Regions from separate parts of the Mus musculus genome. Here regions 1, 2, 3, 4 and 5 are each linked to region 6. Evidence: chromatin contacts called from public HiCAR-type and promoter capture Hi-C data. All regions are on one chromosome and are shown on one strand. The core of a region is the stretch at or near the end of the contact, and the rest is flanking DNA. Distances in the headings are between cores, read along the strand shown. Region 1 holds the start of Syn1 (synapsin I). Region 2 holds the start of Uxt (ubiquitously expressed prefoldin like chaperone). Region 3 holds the start of Araf (Araf proto-oncogene, serine/threonine kinase). Region 4 holds the start of Zfp300 (zinc finger protein 300). Region 5 holds the start of Zfp182 (zinc finger protein 182). Region 6 holds the start of Wdr44 (WD repeat domain 44).

Region 1 (4,885 bases), core at 1,195-3,694, 2.8 Mb after region 6:
TAAAAAGAAAAAGAAGAAAGAAAGAAGGATTAGGCAAGCAAAGGCTAATTCTACTGAGACTGGAACTCACTAGGATAGAGGAGGAATTATGAGGATGGCTTGGAAATATTGAACTTAGGAACCCTAAGAACCTAGGGAGAAAGGGATGGAAAAAGGTGAAGTGGAGGCATGGTTTCTGGAGACAAAATGAGCAGGCAGGTTTCTGATGGGGCTACAGCACTTGCAAAAGCACAGAGGTTATGCCTCTCCTTCCTCATTTAAAGATTAAAAAAAAAAAACTTTCAGAAAGATTAACTCACTTTCCCAACCATATTGTGGAGGCTGGTCTTGAACTAAGCTATGTGACTCCAGATACCACACTATTATTGCTGTGTTTAACAAACTGTTGATTTCATAAATAAGGAATGAGCAAGTGGCCAGAGTTGGTAATGAACACCGGGAATCTCATTAATGTAGGGGCTGAGACCAGGCTAACTTGGGCTGCACAGCAAGATCTGGTTTTAAAAGAAATGAATAAGTAGGTGATTCTAAAATCTTTCAGGCAAGAAACTTCTGCCACTTGTTCCACTGTCATTGCTCACTGGGGTCAATGATGTACCCAATCATTTTGGCCCTATTCCTTACTAAAATCTCACTCCAGTTTGTTGTGAAGACACTGGCACTAGCTGTTTCATCTTCCTGCCTCATATACCAATCACAGCAAACATTATTCTTGGGAGATTATTTGAAGTTCATAAATTCTCCTAATTCCTAATTTGCAAAGTAGAAATATTATCTGTAGATCAGATTGTTGGATAAGCCAAGGTACATTTAAACAAATAACTATGCATTTGCAATTTTGTTATAGCCAGACTCTTACAAGTTGACATAATGGCTTCTACATCTTATTACTGCCTGAATTACTGTTTTAGGTCTATTGCTGTGAAGAGGTACCATCACCAAGGCAGTTCTCATTAAAAAAAAAAAAACATTTAATTGGGAGCTTTCTTACAGTTTCAGAGATGAGTAAATTATTACCATAATCAGGAGTGTTGTGGCAGACACAGGCTTGATGCTGGAGCCATAGCTGAGAGCTATATGCTGATCCACAGACAACAGACACAGACAGACAGACAGACAGACAGACAGACAGACTGACTGGCTGGCTGGCTGGCTGGCTGGCTGGCTCTGGGCTTGGCATGGACTTTTGAACCCCCAAAACCCACCCCAGTGACGTGCTTTCTCCAACAAGGCCACACATTCTAATCCTTTTAATCTTTCCAAACAGCACCAGTCCCTGGTGACTAAGCATTCAAATATATGAGCCTTCTTATTCAGACCACCAAAATTACTTTATTTTTCCACATGAAAGTATTATGTGGCTTCCTGTCTGCAAAGAGGAAGACATCCATGAACACTAATGACACTGGGTTTGGGCTATGTCCGGAGCAGAGGAATGAGGCCATGTAGACTAAATATGTGCATGTGGAGGAGGCTGAAAACACATCAGAGCTAGCGCTGCAGGAAATGCTTCTGCATTGCATACCCAGAGTTTCCTTGCTCATCTGGGAGTCTGTGTTTTTCCTAGATGTGTGCACTTGTGTGAGATTCTCTGGGTGTGAGTCAAAGTGTTATCTGAATGTGTAATGTGTGCTCAATATGCTCATGTGTGTTACCCTGAGCTTCTGTGTCTACATATATACCTGGATGCCTGTGTGTTCTGTGATGTACATATATATTCTGTCTTTCCTTCCTTTTCTATTTGTGTTATTCCATGTGTTCTTTCAGATTCTCACCACCAAGGGCAAGGATATGTTAACTACCCAAGTGTCCACCTCCGCCTGTCTGGTGATGTTTACGCCACCCCCGTGCTCTTTTCTTTGCCCGACAGAGTTGTTATAGGAGATGTCTCCCCGGGAACACTGCAGGAAGGAGAATTTCTACATTTATGTTCCCCTCTGAGTGTGCTTCTATCCCCAAAATGCCTTCAAAGGTGAAAATCAACACTGGAAACCCAAGTATCTGGGAAGGGCAAGAGTGTGTAAGTGCAAGTTAGCCTAAGGAATAGGAAGAGGTTGGTAAACAGGGTAGGATCGTGGGAGGGAGTTTCGTTACTACAGGTCCGGACCCTCAGGACAAGAACCCCACCCCCACTCCCCAAATTGCGCATCCCCCGCCCCCATCAGAGGGGGAGGGGAAGAGGTTGCGGCGCGGCGCATGCGCACTGTCGGATTCAGCACCGCGGTCAGAGCCTTCGCCTCCGCTGCCGGCGCGCACCACCACCTCCCCAGCACCAAAGGCTGACTGACGTCACTCACTAGCCCTCCCCAAACTCCCCTTCCTCGCCGCCTTGGTCGCGTCCATGCTGCCGTGAGTCCAGTCGGACCGCACCACGAGAGGTGCAAGATAGGGAGGTGCGGGCGCGACCATACGCTCTGCGGCGGCAGAGCCTCGGCGCTGCCTCAGTCTGCAGCGGGCAGCAGAGGAGTCGCGTCGTGCCAGAGAGCACCGCCGTGCTCCTGAGCCCCTCGCGCTCCGCCCCCGCGGCCCACAGACCCACTGCCCCTTGGATCCCCTGCCCCACGCCGCCACCATGAACTACCTGCGGCGCCGCCTGTCGGACAGCAACTTCATGGCCAATCTGCCGAATGGGTACATGACAGACCTGCAGCGCCCGCAACCGCCCCCGCCGCCTCCCTCGGCCGCCAGCCCTGGGGCCACGCCCGGCTCCGCGACAGCCTCTGCCGAGAGGGCCTCCACAGCTGCTCCAGTGGCTTCTCCAGCAGCCCCTAGTCCTGGGTCCTCGGGGGGCGGCGGCTTCTTCTCGTCGCTGTCTAACGCGGTCAAGCAAACCACAGCAGCCGCAGCCGCCACCTTCAGCGAGCAGGTGGGCGGTGGCTCTGGGGGCGCAGGCCGCGGGGGCGCCGCCGCCAGGGTGCTGCTGGTCATCGACGAACCGCACACCGACTGGTAAGCCGCTGTTGCGCCTCCTCGAGGGCCTGGGTACCCAGATGTTTCTACAGTGAATGAGCTATTATCGAGCGCCACTTGTGCGCCTGATATCTGGCCCCCTCGCCCAGTTCCTTCCTTTTAATGATTTGTGCTCAGCTCTCCCTTTAAGCCCCACTTTTACCTCCCCCAAACTAAAATGGGTACAAGGAGCAATTATCTGTTGCCTCTTCTTATTACTCATTCCCAAAAGCTTTTGGCTTCAATATATGCAGAAAGCTTTCAAGGGCCAAATGTGCCCTACCTCCTCTGTCCAGCTCTTGCCTGGAAGGTCTCATTCCCTAATGAGTCTTGTAAGCATTAGCACCTGCATTATACCTCACTGCAGAGCCCTTCCCTGGAAGTCTTTGGCTCTAAGGACTTCCTTGAGCATGTTTTGAGAGCCTGATTCACGCAGTTACCCTCACCCCTTGCCCAAAGGCCATCTCTCTAATGGATCTTGTGAACGTGTATCCAATTGATGCTATATGTCCCACCCCAGAGCCCTCATCAAAGACCTTTCAAACTTGTCTGTAAGCAGTGATTGAATGTGTCTGTTGTGTATTCCACCTCATTTTCTCATCACAAGCTCTGACTCTAATGGATCCTATGAACCTTGACTGAATGCCAAGTCCAGGTACGTGCTCTGAAGGGACCCATTTTCTCTGAAGGATCTAAGAGGCATTAAATGCTTAACATGTACTATTCCTAAACCTGCCTCAAACAAATCATTTTCCAAGCATGAATTCTGTGAGGGTTTTCAAGCTTTCTATGTGTGACTCATTACCAGTCTCTCCTCAATGACCTTTTCCTATAATGACTCTACAAGACATTTATTGAGTGCTTTCTGAATCTCCTGTTCTCCAGACACTTTTCCAAAGGTCTTTGGTGGATCCATTCAATATTGATTAGTTCCCTAAAATGAGAGCCTTGTCAAAAGATCCTTTCCTTTCAGCAAGTGTCTGTTGAATGTCAGCTATATACCCCACTCCCAATCCTCTATCTAATGATTTGTCCTTTAGGGGCTTCCATCACCATATACTGAGCACCTTTTACATGACCCAGCCAAAGACCTCTCCACAAAGGTCTGTGATAAGAGTTAATCCAATACTCAAACATCTAGCAGTTGCTGTGGGCACCATTTGGGTCACTTTTGCCAAAGGCTTTTTTGTTTCACCCTTCTTTAGAGCATTTATGGAACACTTGGTCTACATAGGCCTTCTCCACAAACATCTTTCTTGGATAAAAGGAGAGTTGTGCTTGCCTAGATCAAGTTTCTGCATTCCCTTCCCCTTTCCATTCGGGGCTTTTCCTCCAAGAGGGCATTTATCAAATAATTCCTAGCCTTCCTCATCAAAGGTCATTTGTGAATAAATTCAGTGAACACTAATTTCTCATCCACCCTGTACTCCAGTCTGATAACTTTCCTCCAAAGACCCTTTCCTCCAGTGACCCCCATGAGCATTTATGGAGATTTGTGTGTTTATGCTTGCTCCTCGGATACAGTTTCCTGCAGTGAATGTAGCCAGCACCTATGCAGTACCTGTTGTTTATAGGACGTACATCTCCTTTCATTATCCCTAGGAGAACCTGCCCCAGCCGTGAAGCCTGCCCTCTAAAGGCTTTCCTTCATTAACCCAGGACCCAGTATATAAGATTTACCCTTTCCCATCCCCTTTAGTAACCCCTGAGAATCCTCTCTTCCCAACCTTAAGTCCATGCAGCGAAATATCGTTGGTCTATTTAAGCCAGTCAACACGTACTGAGCATCAGCTGTATGAGTCACCCTCAGTCTCCTCTTTCCAGGGCTCTGGAAGTCCCTGCCATTGCCTTAAGAGCTCACACTCCAAAGATCGATTTCAGTCAACACTTACGGGGTACCATCTGCCTACTGGCTTGGTCACCCCTCCCTCAGAAG
Region 2 (4,739 bases), core at 605-3,104, 2.7 Mb after region 6:
CTTTCTAGTCTGGACATGGGGAAAGCAGTCCAGACTATGTGTAACTGTGCTACACAGTCAGACACCTCAGAGGAACACAATGAGTTGATATATGTAAAATGCTCAGAACTATGTATGGAAGGGGTAAATGTTTGATGAATAGTGATCACATCTGCTCTTATTCAAAATAGCAATGGTCATGCCCAACAGTGTAAATCGTGAGACAATGCTCCCTTCCTGCAGCTTTCACATTCTTCCCACTTTGCCTTCTATTCTCTAAGACTTAGAATAATATAGGTGATTATTACTTTCTACCACCTTGAGCAGCTCTACCACAGCAACAGACACATTCCTTGCAGTTGAACCAGTTATGAATCTTCTTTAGTAACTACCTCCCATTGTAAAAAAGAAGTTTGCTATCTCTATGTCAGGAACAGCAGTAACCTACAAGCCGCCGTGCAGAGTGAACTCAGGCTGTCAGACTGGTTAGCACCGTTTAACCAGTGAGCCATTTGGATAACCTAAAAGTATCTTTTAAATTAAAGAAAAATTACATGAAATATGTTAATAAACTTAACAGACCCAACTCTAGTCTATCTAAACTGTTCTCCTTAGCAAATAAAGATTAACTAATATTATATAGCTTCCTAATATCTGCTTTAAGCACATCAAATTTACTTTTAAATACATGTAACATCAAATTTTGGTTTTGGTTTGGGGGACAAGGTTTCTCTGTAGCCCTCATCATGGACTGCATGCCACCAAGCAGAAATTCATTCAAGATAAATTTCTTAAAATTTGTCTCCATTTAAACATTTTTATGTGCTCTTATTCATTCCCTTTATGGAGGGTGAAAACCAAACAATGTGTGCAACATATATTTTTTTCAAACAGATCCCCACAGGATATACTGCCTTCCTTATAGATTAGTACCATAATCCTTGCTGGTCTATAGGCACTCTTGTGCTTTTAAAATTATTAAATGCTTAAGTGGTCTCAGTGAGTTCTTTTGGTTTTGATTTGGTTTGTTTGTTTTAAAGAGAATATGAAATTGGAGGAAAATGTGGTAGGAGGAGTCTAGGAGGAGTTGGAGGGAAAAGGGAGTGGAGATGATGAAAATATATTGCATACATCTATGAAACTCTCAAAGAATAGAAATGTTTCTAAAAGAAAAAAATAGGGACTATATAGATACCTCAGTAGTTAAGAGCACTGGCCAGTCTTATAGAGGACCCAGGTTCGATTCCCATTACCCACATGGTGCACACAAACTGTTGGTTGCTCCAGTTCCAGGGAATCCCACAACTTCTTCTGGCCTTTGTGGGCAATGCACGCATGTAGTCCATAAACATGCAGACAAAACACATAAAATAGGAAAACAAATGTAAGAGTAAGGAGGGGGGAATACAGAAATGGCTCATCAGTTAAAAACACATAAAACTTGCAGAGAATGTAAACTCCATTATCAGCACCCACATCATGGTAGCTCACAACTGCCTATAAGTTCAGTACCAACGCGCGCGCGCACACACACACACACTTCAAATTACTAATTATAAACACTTAACTCCCTCTCCCTACCTTCCTGTAAGTCCACCCTCCCTCAGAACCCGCCAAATCTCATTGAACGTCACCCAAACCAGTCTCCCGCCAGCTCGCGACGATCCGCCTGCTGGCAGACCGCGGCGTGCCAGGCCCATCTAGATCCATAGGATCCTGCTACCTCCAAGGATTCACTCAGGCCCCGCCTGCAGCCCTTCCCCTAAGTGCATCTTCCCACACGCCGGACCGCCCCTCCCATCGATTTGGTTGGCTCCCTTGCTGGAAATTACATCATCCATCCGCGCCACCCGGAAGCCGCGGCTCATACTAACAGTTATTGCCGGTGGCCCTACGGTAAACGCCGTACTCCTGTACCGGTGAGTGAACGAGTTCCAAAATCGGGTTGGGCAGAAGCAACTCCGTAGCTCGAGCCGAAAGAAGTCATCCCCAACGTTGAGTGGCTGGAGAGAATTTTGTGAAGTTTAAATAGAGCGCTCAACGTGCCCCCCCCTTTACTCCCCCAGGTGCCCGTCATGGCGACGCCCCCGAAACGGCGGGCCTTGGATACGGTGGGGGAGAAAGTGCTGCGGTACGAGACCTTTATCAGTGACGTACTGCAGCGAGACTTGCAGTGAGTGACAACGTGGGAGGCGTGACGTTTGAGAAATTTCACGTGGTGGGTGGGACAGAATGCCGACCAAACTTTCGGATTGGCCGCCCAGACTTCTGGGAATAGGGTTGACTTCTGGGCTGAGATGTGGTTGGAACTTGTCCCTTTAGCAGAGCTCTGACCTTGTTTGTTGGTTTAAAATAGTCATTCCGAACACAGGGTGTTTCTGACTAGGCCATTTAACCAATATTTATGAACAAGTTGTACCTTACTTCACCTTTGTGAACTTTATTCATCTGTGAAATGGAAAAGTTTATTAGGCCTTCTTAACGTGGTGTTTGAGTTTTAAATGTGTCAACTCCGGCACTTGGGAGCCAGAAGCAGGAGGATCTTTGTAAAGCTGAGAACCAGTCTGGGCTACAGACTAACTTTCTCAAAGGGAGAAAAAAATAGAATAAAGCCAGGCTCAAGCTCCATGGTGTGTGCCACTTCTAGTGGAGAGATGGGAAAATTCACTTGTTTAGCCAGGATTACAAGCCAGCCTTGAAAATAGAACAATATTCTATTTTAAAAAAAATCCAGTGTGGTGACACAGGCCTGCAATTGCTGTACTTGGGATAGTGTCAGGAGCAGGATGACCCAGAGTTGAAGGTGATCTTCACCTACATTCGAGGTTGTGTATAGCCTGGGCTTTGAGATTATGTCTCAAAACAAGCAAACTAGGGCCAGCAAGATGGCTTGCCTCCAACCCCATGCCCTAAGTTAGATCTCTGGGACCCACATGGTGGAAGAAAGAAAGACTCCCAAAAACCTGACCTCTGACCTCCAGGTATGTATCATGGCACCCATACATGTACACAAAATAAACACATAAATGCAAGTAAGAACACATTTTAAAAATGCAGATAAACCCCACTATTATTATATTGAGGCTGAGAGGAAAGAATTGTTTGGTGTGTTTACAAATTCAATACTTAGCCTGAGAAACTCAGATATTGTCTTGGGTAATAAAACAAATAACCTAAATAGTTGTTTTAGGAAAGGAATTTGACCCCAGTGCCTGAAATACACTAAAGACTCAACAACTGGATGATTGCTATTGCTGTCATTACTAATCTGAATAGAAAGTTAGGTATTTAGAACTAGGACTGTGTGAGCATGCTAAAAGAGATGGAGAGGTACATTTAGGGTGAAGATGGGACATTTTAATTGGCATAAGTCACTGAATAAAATGTAATATTTATAATTATAATAGGTAACAAGTATATAATGCTTACCATTTGGCTAGCATTTAAAACACTTTGTAGTAAACACTCGATTCTAATGACTCTTATGTGCTACTACGGCCATCTCTGTTTTCTATGTGAAGAAACTTAATCCTAGGTAGGTTTTCTACTTTCCATAGTCACATTCCTAGTAAGAGGTAGAGGTCAGGCTGAACTACAGTCTGACCTGTATTTATTGAAATGCCTGCTGTGTCTCTGTCTATACCCCATTGTGTGTGTTTTGGAGGAGGGGAGCACGGGATCTCACGATGTAGCACAAGCTGGTCTTGAGCTCAGAATCCTCCTGCCTCAGCCCATGAATTACATCCATGTCAACCACAACCTGACTTAAAATGCCTGGCATCTCAAGAGGAATAAGGCTGCCTAATGTTCACTGTTGTATTTCTACATATCAGAAAGGTGCTGGATCATCGAGACAAGGTATATGAGCAGCTGTCCGTATATCTTCAACTAAGAAATGTCATTGAGCGACTCCAGGTAAAGGTTTTTAAATTGGGTACCACTTTGTGTATGTGTACAAAGAAGGGAGGCGGGAAGAAACCCCAAGAACAAAACCTTATCTGCCTTTAAAATTGCCCGCTGACACCTACCTCTTTTCTCCTGGCCCTATAGGAAACTAATCACTCGGAGTTATATATGCAGGTGGATTTGGGCTGTAACTTCTTCGTTGACACAGTGGTGTGAGTATATTCTCTCCCCTCCTGAGTTTCTCCCTTTTTTCATGGAACAAGTATTTCTTAGTATTTTCTATATACAAGGCTCTAGTAGCTTTTATATTTCATTAGGATATGAGCAACATGTTGTGGGTGTGGCCAAAATGAACACAAAGTATCTGCCTTTACAGAGCCTTCATTTTGAGAAACAGGAAGGAATAGGAAACACCTTAAACCATACAGTGTGCTAAATAGTAATAAAGACTTCTTCCACTTCCTCTGACCTCTTTCCTCAGCCCAGATACTTCACGCATCTATGTGGCCCTGGGATATGGTTTTTTCCTGGAACTGACACTGGCTGAAGCACTCAAGTTCATTGACCGAAAGAGTTCTCTCCTCACAGAGTGAGTGCATTCCAAGAGGATAGTATCTAAAGCCACTACATTGGCTAAGGGTACAGGGAAGTGGTAAGAACATTTGCTTAGCATGTGTGAAGCCCTAGGTTCTATCCATATCACACATCACACAAACACATACACAAAATATATAAAAGCCAGATATGGTAGTTCACACCTGTAATCCCAGGATTCTAGAGAATCAAGCAGGAGGATCATGAATTTGAAGCAACTCTGGGTGATAAAACAAATCTCTGTGTATAAAACAAACAGA
Region 3 (4,366 bases), core at 8-2,507, 2.8 Mb after region 6:
CCCAATGATACTAACCCTTCTCTGCTGAGAATCTCCTATTGCTTATGTCATAGTTGAGTACCAAGATCTGAGACTCACTGCAGTGAGGAGACAGTGCACACGGTTCTGGACAGTGCAGAACACATGACTCTCTAGAGATTAATGGGGAAGCCATTATGTACTGCACTGAAAAATCACAGGTCTCAGGCACACAATGGAAATAAACAGGCTGTCTTAGCTTCAGAGAATGGGTAATCAGACACAGACAGGGGACAGGAAAATGGAGGATCATCAGACCTTGTTTTTAGATTGAAGGAAATGAAGACAGTACCAATGACCTTAAAAGGCACTGTGGGTATTCCAGAGCATAAGCTATAAGGCTAATGGTAGAATCAAAGGTACTGTCAGGTAGCTAATAGAGGTCACCAGACCCTCTAGAGTCCACAGAGGTTCGCCATACCCTAGACTAAAGAGAGATGTAATAAGAGTCACTACAGACTGTGAAAAACAGCTGGATAACAGACCACATTACACACTAAATCAAATGCAGTGGCAATGATGGCTCATCAGAAAACACTATCAAGAGGAAAGGCAAAGGAAGACAATGGTATCCAGATGAAGAAGATGGAGGTGAGGTTGGGGGAAGGGTTTCCAAAAACTGTACCTGATAACTACTGGGGGTCACAAACAGATTACTGGTGTAAACGCACTGTGAAATCATGGAAAGGGATTAGGGTGAACTAGGGATAATGAGGTAATCGTCAGACATCTTCCTAGGTGGCGTAGAATATGAAGGGCAATAAGGAACCATGGGAGAGAGCTGCATCTCCTGGACGTCGTGAGGAAACGTCATTAGACATTTTAAGGGGTTTAAGAATTCACCTTGGAATTTCGCACCCAAGCCCCAGACCCCAGACCCAATTTGGCTCCGTCCCGCCCTCCCCAAGGGCTTCAAGCTCTGTGCAGGTGCACTGCCACGCGCAGCAAGCGAAACCACCACTGCAGCCTGCAGGCCGACTCCTCCATCCACTCCCACGGTCGATGACGACGGTCTCGCCCTGGTCAAACCACTCCTTTGGTTCCGGGCGGGAGAACGCTGAGATTCAGACGGAAGCATCTTGGAGCTGAGCTTTCGGTCTGGACTTCATACCCGGGTCCCGCAGCCGCTCCAAAACCCGAACCCTACCGGGCCTGCCCTCACCTGTCACACCGCTACCACCACCACCGCCTCCATCTTGGGCTTGTCTTCTTGTTTCCTCTCAGTCCACCGCCACCGTCCCTAGGCTTTTTGCTATTGGCTCGCTGTGACTCGTCTCTCCATTCTTATTGGAGGATGATCATGCCCATCAAGACAGGGCCAGCGGAATGTGGGTCGTGTTCCGGATTAGGAGGGGTGGGCTCAAATGGCTGTCTCTAGGGCAAATTCGCCTGTCCTGATTGGCGCGCAGGCGCAGTCAGGGCGACTACTGCGTTTTAAGGACTTTAACCCTAACCGTGCTATAGAATAAAGAAGCTTGTCTTTTTTTGGTGTGCGTGTCAGAGGCACGACTCCATTTCAGTTTTGTATTTTCTGGCCATTTAAGACTGATCTGAGCAAGAGAAACCCTTAAATGCAATTTGGCCAGTAGTGTAAAGCACATTTTAAAGGACTATTCATATATCTTAATTTGATGGTCTTTAAAACAGGGTGGACTCAGACTAAATGATGTTCAGTATTTACCAGCTCTAAGAAACTGTAGTCATAACTTTTGCTAATTAGCGGATCCGTGCTGGAGGTCTGGCTCTAGGGAGGGAGGAAAGGGGTTGAGGAATTTGAAAGACAGACCACAGCTGGCTAGGTGAAGAAGGGAGTGTTGTTCTGGAATGCAATCCTGTGGCAGCCATTTGTGGACATATTTTAGGATGAATATAATTCTTAAACTGAATTTACCCAGGCATCAGAATAAGAAAAGGCACAGACACACACATGTGTATGTACCTACATTCTTTTTTTGGAGCATTTCCTTCAGAAAACTTTTATTTTCTCTGTCTATTGGAGATAGATAGATAGATAGATAGATAGATAAATCTTCCTTAAAAGCTTAGTTCTAGGGTTGTAGCTCAACAAGAGAATGAACCACAAAGCCCTGAGTTAAATTCTCAGCACCCTGCCCCTCCCCAAAGAGTATGGCAGTCTCTTGCCAGTTTTACAACCACAGAAAATTTTCCTAAAGGCCTTGAAACCATCTCTTTCAAATGTAACAACACCCCTATCTCCCTGTCTGATGCAAACTTCCTCTATGTGTCCAGCTCAAAGTTGTTCCTTCTTTCTTCTAAGATATGAGTCTTGGTTTTCCTTTGGATATAGTTAAGTAACAGATGGCCACCCTGACTACTAGATGAATTTAAGAGAAACTCTGTGTCCCAAATGGTACCGTCACGTTTTCTTACTTCAAAACGAGCTAGTAGTTATTTTGAGAACCTGTATGTAATGGGCTGAGTCTGTTGGTTCTATAAAAAGATAAGATTTCTTTCTTTAAGTTCTTTGCAAAAACAGGACAAGAAATAATTTGAAAATCAATCAATCATGAATCCAACAACATCATTTCTAAGTGTTTACTCTAGAGAAATGAAAACATATACCCACATGGTATGCTGGTAAATGTTAACAACCAGCTTTTCAAAAAGAAAACAATTGTAATTTGTAACATTTGTCAGTTGTGGTATAAAGATTCCTACAGTGGATGTTTCAAACTACCAATATGACATCACTGAACCAGAATTAAGAAAGGCCCTAAATTGGCTATGGTGAGCCAACCACAGCCCATTACATATCCACACTAAAACATGTATGCACATATTCAGATTAGCTTTATTCATATTAGGAAATGTAAAAACTAAAAACAAAAAAATACTAGAAACAGCCTTGGTATCCAACAAAAGAATAGACCATGAACTATGACAACGTCACATAATAGAACACTCAGCAATCACAACTATAGAACAGCATAGATGAATTTCCTAGACCTAAGTTTAAAAGAAGGAAAAAAAACCAGGAACTAAAGAGTAATACTATAGTTTTCATTACTATAGTTTTCAATGGAATTCTAAGCCAGGAAAAACCAGTTTATAGTGAAAGAAATCAAACTAGCTACCATTTGGGGAAAGAGTAAAGAGAATATTACTATGGTGTGGATGTGGTCTGTTCTTGTCAAAATTCATGGTGGAATTTTGGTAGCCAGTGCATGGATACTGATAGGTGGGGCCTTTCAGGGGATTGACATCATCCGTGCAAGACTGGATTAGTTCTTGCAGCAATGGATTAGTTCCTGCTCTTCAAACTGACTTATTGGGTTCTAGGGAGACGGCTCAAGTTGGTAAAGTAAGTGTTTCAGGTACTTTCCACATAAAAATAAACCAAGTGTGGTGATCTGTGTTTGTAATGCCAGTGAGAGGAGGAAACAGCAAGATCCCTGAGACTGGCTGCCAGCAAGTCTAGCTGAGTCAATGAGCTCCAGGCCAATGAAGAGGCTCTGTCTCAACAATCAAGGTGAATGAAATCTAGCAAGATGGTTCAGTGGTTAAAGGTGCTTGTGTTGCAGACCAGCTAACCTGAGTTTGATCCCTGGAACCCACAAAAAGGCAAAAGGAAAAATTGACTCCACAAAATTGTCTTTTAACCTCCACATATATACTATAGCACTTGTGTACCCCATTGTGCATGTACAAAATAATAATATTAGTAATAATAGTAAACAAAGTTGATGGCACCTGAAGGATACTGGAAATTGATCCCTTGGTTTTATATACATGTACATATATGTACAGGTGTCATGAATTCACATATATAAAAGATAACGGTGGATGCTGATATATGTACTTGTGTGGATATATGCACATGTGCATGCAAGTTCATGTGCATGTATGTGTGGAAGCCAAAGATTGGCCTAGGTTGCCTCTTTTTTTTTGATATGCCCCTGTTTCTTATATATTTTCTTAATTTTATTTTTAATTATTTTTTTACACTCCATATTCCATTACCCGCCCCACTCCATCCACCCTCCGACTGTTCCACACCCCACACCTCCTCCCCACCCCACCCTTGTCTCCACTTGGATGCCCCAACCCCACCATCACCACCACCTTACCTCTAAACTCCCTGGGGCAGTCTCTCGAGGGTTAGGTGTATCATCTCTGAATGAACACAGACCTGGAAGTCCTCTACTGTATGTGTGTTGAGGGCCTCATATCAGCTGGTGTATGCCTCTTTCAACTCATCTCCACTGTATTTTTTGGAGAGTGTCTGTCATTAAATCTGAAAGTCACCCTTTTTGCTAGACTGGCTGGCCAGTGACCTCCAGGGATCTGCCTATTTATACCTTCTCAGCACTGGGGTCACAGACATACG
Region 4 (4,369 bases), core at 1,341-3,840, 2.6 Mb after region 6:
TGTTATATGTGTTTTTTTTTCAAATAAAAAAGTTTGCCTTTTCCCCAGGCATCCTCATTAGAGTGACATTATCTTTAAACCCTGCATAATAAATAATCCCTGGCTCTTCACCATGGTGCTCAAGGAAGTCAGGGAGAGCTAGAAATCCAACTTCTTTCTTAAAACCATCCAGGTTTTTGGATGTTTATCCTAAATGCTTCATTGTGGGAACAAACAATGTAGACTCCAAGCAAATTTGGAAGGAAGATTGTGCTACTAATAGACAAGAACACCACGTTATACAAGGTATTTGGAAGAGAAGCCAACTCTGGAGAAACAGTTTCCTTATATTCAGGGTAAAGTGGGTTTTGTGTTCACTAAGGAGGCAGTGCTCTTTATATACAAAGTGCTTTAAATCCCTAATCTATTTTTTCATTCTCATTTCTTACAAGGCACCCATAAATGTTGCTACTGTTTGTCTGCACAGTGGTTATGGGACTGTTGCTTCAGTGCCACATTTTATCATAGATGGGCACAAGTGGGTCCTGACTGGGGACACCGAGTATAGCTTCCCACTTACTAAAAAGATCTAGGCCTTCTGCCTTTGTGGGTCATTTTCCTGTAGCTACTTCCACTAACACCACTTCTGCTGTTGCTGGAGGAGTCAGATAAGGATACAACACTTGGTCTCTAATCATCAAAAAATAAGCAACTCATTTGACCTTATGTGAGAAACATGGAAATAAAGGCTTACTTGTCTTTAAATGTTTCTTTGGGTTTTGTGTGGGGACTCCAAAGCAAAACTCTTTACATGGTACAAATGTGAGCTGCCACTGAATTATGGACCCAGATCCTCTCCCCTTGCACAGTTTTCATATGAGGTAGTAAATGTGAACACGGGCCATGAATGAACAGTTAGTAACAGTGCAACTGAAATGGGTATGAATTAGTGTGATTGGCAGAGTGGGAAGAAGTGAGAATCATGAGAGCATAGCAAGCTGAAATGCTGTTGAAAATGTCACTCAGCTTGAGTCTTGTGCTCCTGGAAAGCAGGGATGAAGCTCCCTATCTGTTTCCTTTTGTGGTCCAGTAAAAGGCTAACTCTCCAGGTCCCTGTCTTTTCTGGCTCTGGCTGCCACAACAACATGCCAGCATAAACACTAGGAAGTTGCTTTCTCATAGTTCAGGGAGCTGGGAAAGGCAACGTCAGCTGATTTGGTTTGGGGTAAAAGTTGTCTTTCTTGTTTACAAATAGCTGTGTATTACTGCATTGTCATGTGACTTGATTTATGTGTGAACAAAAAATAAGTAAACTCTTATGTGTCTTTTATTAGTCCACCAATTCCATTGGAGCAGGGTTCACCCTAACAACATTATCTAATTCTAATTACTTTCCAAAGACTACATTCCAAATAATAGTGCATTGGTTTGGGGAGGATACACAAATCCATAGCACTCCCCGTGCCTTTTCCATATTCTGAAATAAGACCCAAGTCATCCATGCTCATGGCTCAAGGATGACTGCTCTATTGATGTGTCTTTATAAAAACCCTAACCCTAACCCTTCTTCCTTGTCTTTAGTATATTTTTCATTAATAAAAAATGTCTCTATTGCAATAGCCATGAAAAAGAATCACTTAGTTGACCCTTACATGTTACGTCGGCTTTCACGTGGTAAAATGATAATGCAGTGTCTGCAGTCTAAAGCTGGATCAGTCTCCTGTTGGTTCCTCCATGACTGTAGAAGACCCTGAGATGGGTTCCATAGGACCCAGAGCCTGGCATAGGCACTTTCCCAAATCTCTCTGCCACATGTTTCCAGGAATGTGGGTATGCGGGGTTGGGGGTGAGGTGTCACAGTCAGGACTTTGTGGACTCTCCTCCTCATCTCTAAGCCACAACAACGTTGCCTGCGTTTTTGTCTCCAATTTTCCTTGCACCTGAGTTTACCAGCGTCACTTTCTTCAGTATCCCTTTCTCTGAGCACAGACTCTTACTGCCCTTAGATTTGCATACGTCAGCATCCTGGTATTTCCCATACAGAGGATCATACCAATCTGAGTCTTCTTCACAGCTAGCCTAAATAAAATATGCCTACCTCTCTAGTGGTATTTCCTTGAAAGAACTACCAACTCCATGATTTCTCCCCGTGTCCATAATGGTGCTGCTCTTTAGAGGAACGCATTGTTCTCTGCTCTGATTCTCTTTTACCCCATATAGTTCCCAGGAAGGGTAGCAGCGTTCCAGATCTTCCCTCACCCAATCCCGTCTCCTCTTGGTATCTCCCTGCCCAGGGGTCGGGGTGGGGATACGGAGCTGGGGTTGTAGCCCTTAGCTCTAAAGGTCGCCCGTCTTAGTGTGCCTCTGTCCAAGTGTTCAAATTCCTCAAAAAAATCTCATCTCCTTTAAACATTGAGGCAGATTTTTTTCTCCGCTGTACGAAACGGCAAAAGTTATAAAGATGTCTGCTCCCTTAAAAACACGGCTTATTGGCGCATCCATTTTTCCTGCCTGCAAATTCAATCCTTGTGGTAATCAAAATATTTTAGGTCCGCTAGCGCTGACAGCTTCAGGAAGGGCTACTGCGCATGCGCAAGTTTAGTGCTCGCAGTAACTAAGGCGGGGAAAAGGACTAAAAAGTGGTTATCTCAGGAAGTTATGACTGATACGGGAAATATAAAAGAGACTTTGCCGGCATAAGAATTCAGATTTTAAGATCGGAGAAGAGAGTGAAGGAGTGCAGAGTTCATTCAGAGCGGAAGTGAGCAGGCTGGCACTCTGCAGGCGGAGTGAGACAGACAAGTGCAAACACACTGCAAACACGAATTTACTCGGTGAGTACTTGGGGAGGGGCTCAAAAATGAGAATTGAAAATGTGGGCGGGAGGCTGCAGGCTGAGTGATGGAGATCCCTTAAATGAGTGATCTGTAGAGGCTTTGATGGAGGCGGGTAGTGAAGTGAATGATGGGAATATTTGGGGTTTGTAATGAGCGTGCAGTAGAGTGATAGGGTCAGTAGTGTAAGTGATGTTGAGCTCTGTGGAGTATTGCAGTTGCCTATGAGGACCCTGATAGAGCTGTGTTGTTGGATAATGAGGATCTGCGAGGGAAAACAAATTCCCTTTCGCATTTTTCTTAGCTATATACCGTGGCCATTTTACCTGCTGGCATTTGTGAATTTCTGGCATGGTGATTTGGTGAACTTTCAGTCTGCGTATCCTTGCCATCTGAAACTCTTTTTTTCTTCTCCCTCTCAACAGTTCTGCCTTTTTAGGCCTTTGGCTTCTCTCCACAACAGTCAGTCATGACTGAGTCCCAGGTAAGTTCTTATTTGCTTCTCCCAGTTATCCTCTGCCCATATTAGGATAGAAGCAATATGGTCTAGTGGTTAAGACTATAGAATCTGCAGCTAAATTGCTCTTAACAGCATTATGAGCTTACCAAAGCTCTCTGTGCCTTAATTTTCTTAACTGTAAAATGGGAATGGTTAAGATAATAACGATAATATCTACCTTGTATGGTGATTGTGAAGGTCAATTGAATTAATATATGTTTAGAACAATGCTTTGATACATATATAATAAACTTTATATGTGAGTATATGAATTATTGCATTATTATTTATTCTATAAGGCCGATACATATAAACACAAACTTTAAGGATATAGAACAAGACCAGCACAAGAGTGTGAGTGTGTCATAGGATTTTATATTTTATGTTAAAATACAGTTAATTTTCTGAGCTTTCTGTAAGCCATAACATAAGAGGAATGAAACATATTCACTTGTATCTCATTATTAAAGAAACAGTAAGCCACTTCCACGGGTGCACAAACTTCCTAGTGTTGGTCAGACAGTCCTCTGATGGGTCCTTCAAGTCCTTATTAGAAAACACAAGGCTAATATTGCTCTGTTGTAACTTAAATTATTTTCCTGTCAACCAAAGGTGTCTTGCTAAAACAAAACTAAAAAGGATGTGACTGTTCAGGAAAGCCAAGCCAAGCCTACAACAAATATGTCCTGGACTACATGTGAATAAAAACTTGATGACCAAGAAGACTATATAAGCCATATGTCCTTCATATTCTTTTCCAGAATGTTTTTCATTTTTATGATCTAGAAGGAAACCTTGAGAAATTCAGAGGGTTGTCCATTTACTTTTAGCCTCAAAATTCATAACATCTCTGAATATTTTACATTTTTTTCTTTTCTGCTCTTCTTTAACAAGTCTACTATTTCATCTTCTTTTTTCTTCATACAAAAGCAGCATAGGACCAAAAATTCAAACTTCTTTAATAAGTGTAGTCACACATGCTTATTATCCCAATTTTCAGGAGGTCCAGAATTCGAGGGTAGCCTTGGTTACCTAGTGAGTTCCAGCCTAGCCTATG
Region 5 (4,173 bases), core at 743-3,242, 2.6 Mb after region 6:
TCTATGTAGTAGATATTGTTCCTCTACAATTTTCAACTCATTTGTCACCACCACCTTAATCATGCAGAAATTGTTATGAGGAAACAGGACAGCGAAATTAAGGGTGTAACCTATGTCACACAGCCAGCTGGAGTGCTTTGGTCCTACCAAGATCAAAATCTTGAATAAGGTGAAAAGACCATCAGAACCAGTGCTAATTAAAACAATGTTAGTGAAAGAAGATATGTCAGGTTGGTCACCTAGTGAAGTGAATGTCCCTGTCCTGGATGAGTACCTAAGGACATTTATATACATATAGAATATTATATGCATGTGGGTACAATGAAAACACATTTATTAGAGCTATTGTATAATAGCTCATAGTGTACTGCTATACTTAGGCATACTAGTAAAAGTGAAAGCCAATAATGTACAAAAAAAAATCAGAGAGGGAAATCAGGTGAGGAGAAACTCTTCAAGTACTGTTCTTTAGAAGGTGTGGTTTACCTCACATTTGACCGGAATAAGCAGGTGGCGGCAGCAGCAGGTAGCTCCTTAAGTGGTATAGTCTTTGTAGGCTTCTGGTATGTGGACCCTTAGCTCTACAAGCATAAGCACTAATCACAGCCGAATGCTTTAGACAACCCTAGCCTTGCCTTTTAGCATCAATCATAGCTTTTGAGACTCTTGCCTCTTTAGGACCAGTCACAGCAGTCCCTGGGCTGGGCCAGCTGGGGGAAAATATTCCCCTTCAAGTTGCAGGATGTTCTTGAGTTCTCCAAGTTTTGTGGTAGCAAAAGCTGTGGTACAAACGTGGGCAGTGGTGGCGCTCGCCTTTAATCCCAGCACTTGGGAGGCAGAGGCAGGCGGATTTCTGAGTTCGAGGCCAGCCTAGTCTACAGAGTGAGTTCCAAGAAGGACAGCCAGGACTACACAGAAAAACCCTGTCTCGAAAAACAACAAAACAAAACAAAGCTGTGGTAAAAACTCCCAACTAAGCCATTTCGAGGTTGTGCTGCCACCTGCTGCAGCCATCACTTGCCACCAAACAGGGAGAAAAAAAAAATTGCCAAAGACCAGTGACTGAAAATCTTTTACCCTGCCCACTAATCCTGTCTGGGAAAAGGCCCCCAGCCAGCTGTTGGGTAACACGAAGAGGTGAGGGTTTTATTTGGGCTATCCTGCACCATTTTAAAAGAATAGTTTTTTATTGAATACACTGCAGGGGTGCAGTGAAGTGGGCGGTAACTAACTGCTTGTAGATTTATATGTAATTTTAAGCTCGGTATACAATGTTAGGTTGCTCCGTCTGTTTTAATAAATAAAATATGATGCCCTGTCTCTGGTTTAGAAAGTCCTATACCATGTAGTCAATAACCACACCTTCTCATTCCCAGCACAATGACTGCTTTCTCTGGAAAGGTGAAGGCATTGTCAGCCACCACTTAAAACACTACTTTTCCCACTGTGTGGCCCTCTATGGCAGTAAATTCTTAAGTTTGTTGTTTGAATTGTCTTATGGTCCTTTAGATACTAAAATGCAAACTCCCAGTACTAGACAAAAGGATGGAGCCAAGGCTTTTCCCTAAACTGGTATTCAAATCACTTAAAGAGGTCGCAGGCCTGCATTGTCTTGTTAATTACACCTGTACCCTGTGGCTACTCTCTGAATTCACCACAGGAATTCGTCCTTGTTTTAATAATTTTCTTAATTGGACCCTCCCATTTTCTGCTGTATCAAAAAAAAATGGCGCCTGACGTCCTTAGAAACTGCTAATTTCTGCAAAACAAACACCAGCTTTGTCAGGAGACTCGGGAGTATAAAAGAAACAGTGGATGCCGTTTGTTTTTTTTGTTTTTTGTTTTTTTTTTCCTAATCGGTGACATCACCGACGCGGCCCACTACCCTCTGCGCCTGCGTTGAGCCTGGTCGCCTTTGCGCGCCATGTTGACTATTGGCGGATGCTGTCTCAAAGGCAAACCTGAGCATGCGTAGAACAAACCGCTGTCCTAAGTTTAGGCGACAGAGACAGCTAGTTGGTCCGATGCGGAAGTGCTTTTCCAGGCCGTTTACGGAAAGGTCTACTCAACACCCTGCAAAAAATCTGGTTGAGTAAAGATGAGGGTCTGTGTTAGACTGGGGTCGCGAGCTGAGTGGTGGGTAGTTCTAAGTGGAGGGAGGTTCGGGTATGTCATTGATGCGAGAGACTGGGAGATGGGATGATGGGGGCTTGAGAGATGAGTAAACGGGGGTCTGCGGACTTAATAGTGGACAAAGTTATGAGGCTAGTTAGGATTAAGTGAGTCGTACTAAACTTTAGCTTTTACACATTTTCTAGCACAGTGATCCCCTCTTTAGATGCGCCCCCTTGTTTCCGTCTTCCAGTGTACAGCTCGCAGGAATCATGGGGAAGAGTGCTGGATTAAATCAGCATTTAAAGACTTCTTTACAGCACCTGAGCTAAACAGCCCCAGTGAGGGAGGTGAGAGAAAAAGGAAAACAAGCAGACAAAAAACGTCATCTGTAGAGCCTTAGCGGCCTTTGGACATTTGGAGGTCTGAGGAGGGATAGACAGGTACCATTTGAATAATAGGTAGAGGCTTATGTTTTAGAGTGTAATAAATAGCATTTGAGTTAAGAATTAACTTGAGGCCGGGCGGTGGTGGCACACGCCTTTAATCCCAGCGCTTGGGAGGCAGAGGCAGGTGGATTTCTGAGTTCGAAGCCAGCCTGGTCTACAGAGTGAGTTCCAGGACAGCTAGGAGAAACCCTGTCTCGAAAAACCTAAATAAATAAAGAAATAAAGAATTAACTTGAAAATAGAGAAGAAAATAGGAGCTAATTTTCCCTTATTTAAATGTCCATTCTTAGACATTCAAGAGCTATATATCACTTAATAGTTAACATTTAATTTATATATTTAAAATGTATGCCTGCAGTTTTATATATCTTATTTAGAAATTTAATTTGGCTTAAGATATTTTTCTGAAACAGTTTTCTAAACTTTGAGTTACAAAATATGTAGATAATACGTGTGTAGTTCCATACATTTTTTAACAACTATAGAGCATTTCATCCTGAATTTCTATTTATTATCATATTACACATTTTCTATGATTGCTTTAGTTTGGCATTATTAAAATCTGTTCTATGTATCTCAGTGGTATAGTACTGGCTTAGCATGCACAGAGCCCTAGGAATAGATTCTATCAGTACTACAAGGAATTGTTGCTGCTGATGTGGTGGCACACTCCATTAATTCTAGTACTTGGGAGTTAAAAGCCAGCCAGGGCTACACAGAGAGATCCTGTCTCAAAACAAAACAAAACAAAAAACAAACAAGCAAACAAAAACCAAACAAAACAAAAAACTTAGAGTTGTCCATACTCTTCCAGAGAGTGGCCTCGCATGTGAAGAGATTTCTGGGCAGATGATTCTGAGTACTGCAAAGCTAATGGTTTCTACTGTTATATTCTACTCTACTCATTCTAGCTCAGCTTTCATACATTTGTTTTCTCAAGAAAAGCAGGAAATGGCCAAACCCCAGGTAAGTATGTGGTCTATCTGTTTCTATATTTTATCATAGATGTGATGCGATATTTAGGCATCAGCACTGCAAAATAGGAAACTATAAATTACTGAGATCAGTGAAAATGAAAAATAGTCAATTAAGGTCAAGTTAGATAGCTGATGCATTGACTAAGGAAGGGTAACAGATGTTTCTTAACTTATGATGCTGCTGTATTCGGAAGTTATGTCAATTCATAGTTGAAATTTCATTTAATACCCTTATCCCACTAAACATCATGTGGTGTGTATAGACCATAATGACATTTCTTACAGGAGCTATTTCTCAGTGCTGCTGCCTTATATCATGAGAGAATAGAGTATCAATTATGTTTATTCCAGGAAAAATCAAACTTTGAAGTATGGTTTCTATTCAGTTCACATCATTTTTGCACCACTGTAAAGTAAAAAAAAAAAATTAAAAAAAATGTTAATTCTTTAGTTAAGATTATCTTAACTAAACTGGAGTTTCCAGTTTGTTGTTGAACAGTCTGGCAGCCATGTGGTTGTGTGGCCACTACTTTGACTTGCCTTATTTCATTAGGATAGAGCATACCAAGGCTTCAGGGAAAATCAAGGTTTTCTGGAATTGTATTTTGGAGCCTTTTTTTTTTTGGTGTCTTTAT
Region 6 (4,600 bases), core at 872-3,371:
CTATGTCAGGTACTGAACTAACAATTTACAGAGGTTCTGAAATAACTGTTCTTTCTAGACTACACTTACTTTATTCAACTAGTAAAAAACAACAATCCCATGACACTGAATTGCTAACAATAGTGAAAACTGATAATTTCTCCTTCCCAACTTAAAAAAAGACAAGAAAGAAAAAATAAAACTAAGCAACCCATAAATGCTTACTAAGTGTTTTATTCTCTCACTTAACCAGAACTGACAGTTTATTACTTTGAAGAAAAAGCCACAGAGAATCCATTATATTTGAAAATCCAAATGCACTTTTCTATCCTGTCCTACTGAGTTCCGAACCTGGATCATATACTGAATGTCAGGACCATTTAGGGCTATCTCAAGGCAGATCACTATCATCCCCACATTTCACAACAGTGACAGACAGCTTCCTGGAAACACACACATTAGTAATCTACCAACATACATTTCTTTCTGATCTTGTTGTTATAACTTTGGGAAATATAGCGTATACAATACATAGCAGATTTTTGAAATCCCTTCTAAAATATACTTGTCACTTTATTTCTATCCACGGGGTAACTCTAAAAACTAAGAGTTCAACTCTGAGCATCATACACGAACACACCCATTTTATCATTTAATTTTCAAATTCTTATAGTTGGAGACTACATTTCAGTGCTTCTAGTTACAGACACATCAGGAGAAGAGTTTGTGAAATAATTGTAAACTGTGTTTCCACTCTGAAACGTGAAGGGGAGTAAAATAAGTTAAGTCCAAATCCTGGTCAGCGACGCTTTCCTACTAGTGAACTTCCTACTCAGAGCTAGCCATATTAATCACCAGTAAAACATCTTGCAAAATGAGAGAAAGGGCAGCAAGCTAGGCTCTCCTTCCAAGGACCTTATTACTCAGCACTTGTTTGTAGATCTGTACTCGGCTGTGTACATTTATGTCCGGCTGCCCTTTCAGACCACAGCATTCTCCCTAATGCTAAGGATCTTGTCTACAATTTCCTCTGGCACACAGTAAAGTGCTATTTCAGTAAAACACAGCTGATGTTGAACTCATGCGCAGGCTGGAGAACCTCCTTAAATAAATACCTGCCTTCCCCCCCCCCCCCCCCGCTTCTTTTTTTATGTAAAAGAAAAGGTGAGTGGCAAATAGGGTCGAGTTACAGTCACTTTGGAAATGAATAGGAGAGAGAGAGAGAGAGAGAGAGAGAGAGAGAGAGAGAGAGAGAGAGAGAAGCCGGGGAAGTTCAATTTGTCCTGCTACCGCTCCTTTTGGTCCCCGAGGGCCAAAACAGATGTTGGAAAGGTAAGCTTTGAACCCCGCAAATACAAATCGCTGCCTCTGAGGCACAAATGCCATCCGCTCAAGGGCTGGCTAAGACAAGAAAGGGGTCCGAAAGAGTCCCCAAACCGCTCACTAGGGAAAAGGGTGAAGGAGGATTCCCTCTCCCTCTTCCAACTCATCCTGCCCTAAGAAGTCCCAGGTCTGGGTTCTGAGGTGTCCAAGTGAGACTAAGAGGAACAGCGGTGACGGACACAGACGGACTGGGGAAGGGAGTAGAGGGAGATGCGGGAGAAGCAGGAGACTAGGATGCCCGAGCTCTGGGCCCGAGCTTCTGGTACTTACCCTACAGGATAGCCGGTCCCCAGGTGCACATCTTCAGGGGCATCATAGAATTCTTCGGTGTCGCTTTCCGACGCCATTTATAGGACACACCCGCGGGTGAGGGGGCCGGCTCCGCCTAGAGAAAGGGTGATTCTGAGCGTCTCCTCCTCGTCAGTTAAGAGTGTGGAGAGGTGGGTCCCCGGGCGACACTGAGGAGGGCACAGATGACGTGGAGTGAGAAGTCAACCCGGGACCGGGGACCACCCTCAGTTGCTGGGCTAAGGGGATGACCTGCAGAGCGACTGCCTGAGGTGGCTGCAGTGGGTCTGGGACAGTGGCCGGCGACCCGGGCGCTAGGTGTATGGAGAGCGCTAGAGAAGAGGCTGTGGCGCTTCTCCGTCCCGGAGAGCAGGCAGCGGGCGTGCCAGCGACAGCAGCTCCAATTTCTCCCGCAGCGGCAATTACAGTTGCAGGGAAAGCTACTAGCCCGCAAAATACCGACGCGCACCTAACCTCGCGAGATTTCGCGGCCGGCCGGTAAAGCGTGGGCGGGGCGGAGAGGTGGCGGGGGGCGGTCCCAGAGAGGCAATCTTATGATTACTAATGCGGGAGCAGCCTGTCAAAATGGCGCAAGCGTGTTGAGGGCGTTTAGGAGAGGCCGGAAGTAGTGGGAATAAGGGCGGTGTCTAGCCTGCGGTGGGGTGGAGTCTGGGACCTGCGCAGGAGCAGCTGTCTGCCAAAACTCCGAGGCACGCCCGACTTCGGTGCAGTTTCCTTAGACGTTTATTTACTGATTCTGCTAACTGCAGTTCAAAAGAAGCATTTTGAGAGGGATGATTTTGAGTCTCTTCCGTTCATCCTGAGAGAGTTCTGTGGGCATTTTGGGATTGTATATTACTTAGTCGTTTCAGCCAAGTCTAAAATATACCGCCTTAGGGTTTTGGCACTTTTAGCATCTTTAGTCTGTAGGAATAGATCTGTCTTATTCACTTGCTATAAGATCCCTAATTGAGATCCCTACATATGATCCAGATGGCCAAGGGGCAAAGTCCATAAGAAAGAGATAGCTGGGGTGTGTCCCATTTCCCAAGAGTAATGGTGGATTTATTGCTGGAGCTGAGCCATCATAAGAACTGCAACTTTTCTCAATAGTTAACTGTCGTCGCAGCCCATGATGTGAGAGAAACTATATACTGCCCAAGATGTATCACATAACAGTGCAGGCAGGGGAGTTATAGATCCTTTGGAAAGTATAACTTTTGTCAAGAATTACTACTAGATTTTATGTTTTTTAAATGTTTTAACTTAAAGAGTGGATTTATGGTCCTTACTACAAAATAAACTGGTGAGATGATACGGCTTTATTGACGTTTTCTACAGTGTTTACAGTGATTAAAACATCACATTTTACTACCCCAAATATAAACAATTATTTGACAATTAAAAATAAGCTAATTATACTGGGTACAGTGATGCATGCCATCCATACTAGCATTTGAGAGGTGGAGGCAGAAAGATCAGTATTCCAAAGTCATCTTAAGCTATATGAGTTTGAGTGCAGCCTGTGTTACCTAAGAACCTGTTCAAAAAAAAAAAAAAAAAAAAAGAACAAAGGTTCATCTCAAATTAAAATTTTTTGTTCACTATACTATGGAAGAAAGCCTTTTTTGTTTTGATTCATGAAAATTTATCAAAATATATTGTTATATGAAAACATATAACCATATAAATTTAGAAATTTATTTTCTACCTAATTACTTACTAGTGAACCTATACATTTCTTAAAATATTTTGGTTTATTGTAAAGGTATCACCTGTTTGAATATTAAAGAAAAATATTTTGATGTTGAGTTACTATGTGTGGTATATGCAGCAATTTTATGAACATGTATTATTTGGTGTCATGCAGCATCCCAAAATGCTGAAGACAGTTTGAATATGAAGAAGGCAACTTTGTTACTGTCTTACACAAGCTCACAGACTAGTGCTGAAGTTTTATTTGAATTTTTATTTCAATATTCTAGGCCAATTCTCTTGGAGTGTTTAAGGTAAGTTAAACATTAATTTCTCAGTTGAGAAAAGGTCAAAATGGGTAGTAGGAATGATAAGCCAATGACATCTTAGAGCTATTATGGCTGTCTATTTAAGTGCTTTTATAACACATGGAAGTTAATTGCCGGGAGCAATAAAACATACCCTAACCTTCATCATTTTTGAAAAAGTTAAAGATGTGTTTATTTTCCCTGAGTATCTGTTTCTGAGTTTTAAAGCATTAAGCTCAAAGCAATGGTTTTGTAAAGTTTTCATTATAAATGAGCCCAATAATCAAATTTAATTTTGCAGGAAAGTTCATATATATATTAAATGCTCTTTTTAAAGCAAGGATGGTTGAAGTCCCTGTTTTATTGGCCTTCTCTGACCCTTTCATAAGGTTCTGTAAAACAAACATAAGAAAAAGGTAAAACTATTGTTTTCCTATTTAGGGGTCAACAAACTGGTCCTTGCTGCTTTTAAAAATATCAAATTATATATATATATATATATATATATATATATATATATATATACATATGTATGTATGTATATATGTATACATATATGTGTATGTATATATGTGTACGTGTATATGCATATATATACATGCTTGCTGTTTCCCTAGCAGAGTTTAGCAGTTGGAATGTTGATTGTGTGGCTTGCAAATTTACTATTATAGACATTACAATTTTTTTTTGTACTCTGGTCTATACAATAGTATTTTGAGGGCCACCTCATAACTGAAAGTACCCTTAAATTGATTATTTGAATTCATTCCACTAAAATCATAAGACCTCACAAAATCTTATGCATAATGAAAATTATGAGAAAATATTTTCCCATTTGGCTGATTCCCAATGGCTAGAAGAACTACTCAGTCCTAAGGCTAAGGTTGGTTTAAGGGAAATCTTTCTGCTTAGCTGTCATCCTTCTCTATACAGCAATAATTCTACTC

What was found. Promoter capture Hi-C pulls out the DNA fragments that hold promoters and counts their contacts. HiCAR-type assays count read pairs that join an accessible place to other places.
Region 1: a promoter capture Hi-C map of pre-B cells shows a contact between it and region 6. The contact joins the promoter of Syn1 here to the promoter of Wdr44 in region 6. A contact is called at or near these places in 2 of 39 promoter capture datasets (cranial neural crest and pre-B cells).
Region 2: a contact with region 6 is called in a promoter capture Hi-C map of erythroid cells, with 43 times the contacts expected there. The contact joins the promoter of Uxt here to the promoter of Wdr44 in region 6. A contact is called at or near these places in 5 of 39 promoter capture datasets (the HPC-7 cell line, cranial neural crest, erythroid cells and 2 more) and 1 of 115 datasets of contacts at active chromatin or transcription factors (astrocytes).
Region 3: a promoter capture Hi-C map of pre-B cells shows a contact between it and region 6, with 6 times the contacts expected there. The contact joins the promoter of Araf here to the promoter of Wdr44 in region 6. A contact is called at or near these places in 2 of 39 promoter capture datasets (frontonasal cranial neural crest and pre-B cells).
Region 4: a contact with region 6 is called in a HiCAR-type map of astrocytes, with 10 times the contacts expected there. The contact joins the promoter of Zfp300 here to the promoter of Wdr44 in region 6. A contact is called at or near these places in 2 of 39 promoter capture datasets (cranial neural crest and hippocampal neurons) and 1 of 115 datasets of contacts at active chromatin or transcription factors (astrocytes).
Region 5: a contact with region 6 is called in a HiCAR-type map of astrocytes, with 11 times the contacts expected there. The contact joins the promoter of Zfp182 here to the promoter of Wdr44 in region 6. A contact is called at or near these places in 1 of 39 promoter capture datasets (erythroid cells) and 1 of 115 datasets of contacts at active chromatin or transcription factors (astrocytes).

The regions. Positions count from the first base shown.
Region 1 is chrX:20,918,477-20,923,361 of GRCm38.p6, reverse strand. It overlaps Syn1 (synapsin I), which reads left to right and starts at 2,444. Exons shown (of 13, transcript NM_013680.4): 1 at 2,444-2,949. The coding sequence starts at 2,573.
Region 2 is chrX:20,959,093-20,963,831 of GRCm38.p6, reverse strand. Uxt (ubiquitously expressed prefoldin like chaperone) reads left to right here and starts at 1,854. Exons shown (of 7, transcript NM_013840.3): 1 at 1,854-1,898; 2 at 2,046-2,152; 3 at 3,813-3,894; 4 at 4,030-4,097; 5 at 4,367-4,474. The coding sequence starts at 2,055. A230072C01Rik (RIKEN cDNA A230072C01 gene) reads right to left here and starts at 2,156. Exons shown (of 6, transcript NR_027445.1): 1 at 2,120-2,156; 2 at 1,854-1,982; 3 at 1,175-1,295.
Region 3 is chrX:20,845,434-20,849,799 of GRCm38.p6, reverse strand. It overlaps Araf (Araf proto-oncogene, serine/threonine kinase), which reads right to left and starts at 1,257. Exons shown (of 16, transcript NM_009703.2): 1 at 1,181-1,257.
Region 4 is chrX:21,087,450-21,091,818 of GRCm38.p6, reverse strand. Zfp300 (zinc finger protein 300) reads left to right here and starts at 2,590. Exons shown (of 5, transcript NM_001358840.1): 1 at 2,590-2,813; 2 at 3,239-3,297. The coding sequence starts at 3,283.
Region 5 is chrX:21,059,857-21,064,029 of GRCm38.p6, reverse strand. Zfp182 (zinc finger protein 182) reads left to right here and starts at 1,992. Exons shown (of 5, transcript NM_001013387.2): 1 at 1,992-2,136; 2 at 3,502-3,527. The coding sequence starts at 3,513.
Region 6 is chrX:23,690,572-23,695,171 of GRCm38.p6, reverse strand. Wdr44 (WD repeat domain 44) reads right to left here and starts at 2,121. Exons shown (of 21, transcript NM_001305675.1): 1 at 1,903-2,121; 2 at 1,633-1,747. The coding sequence starts at 1,709.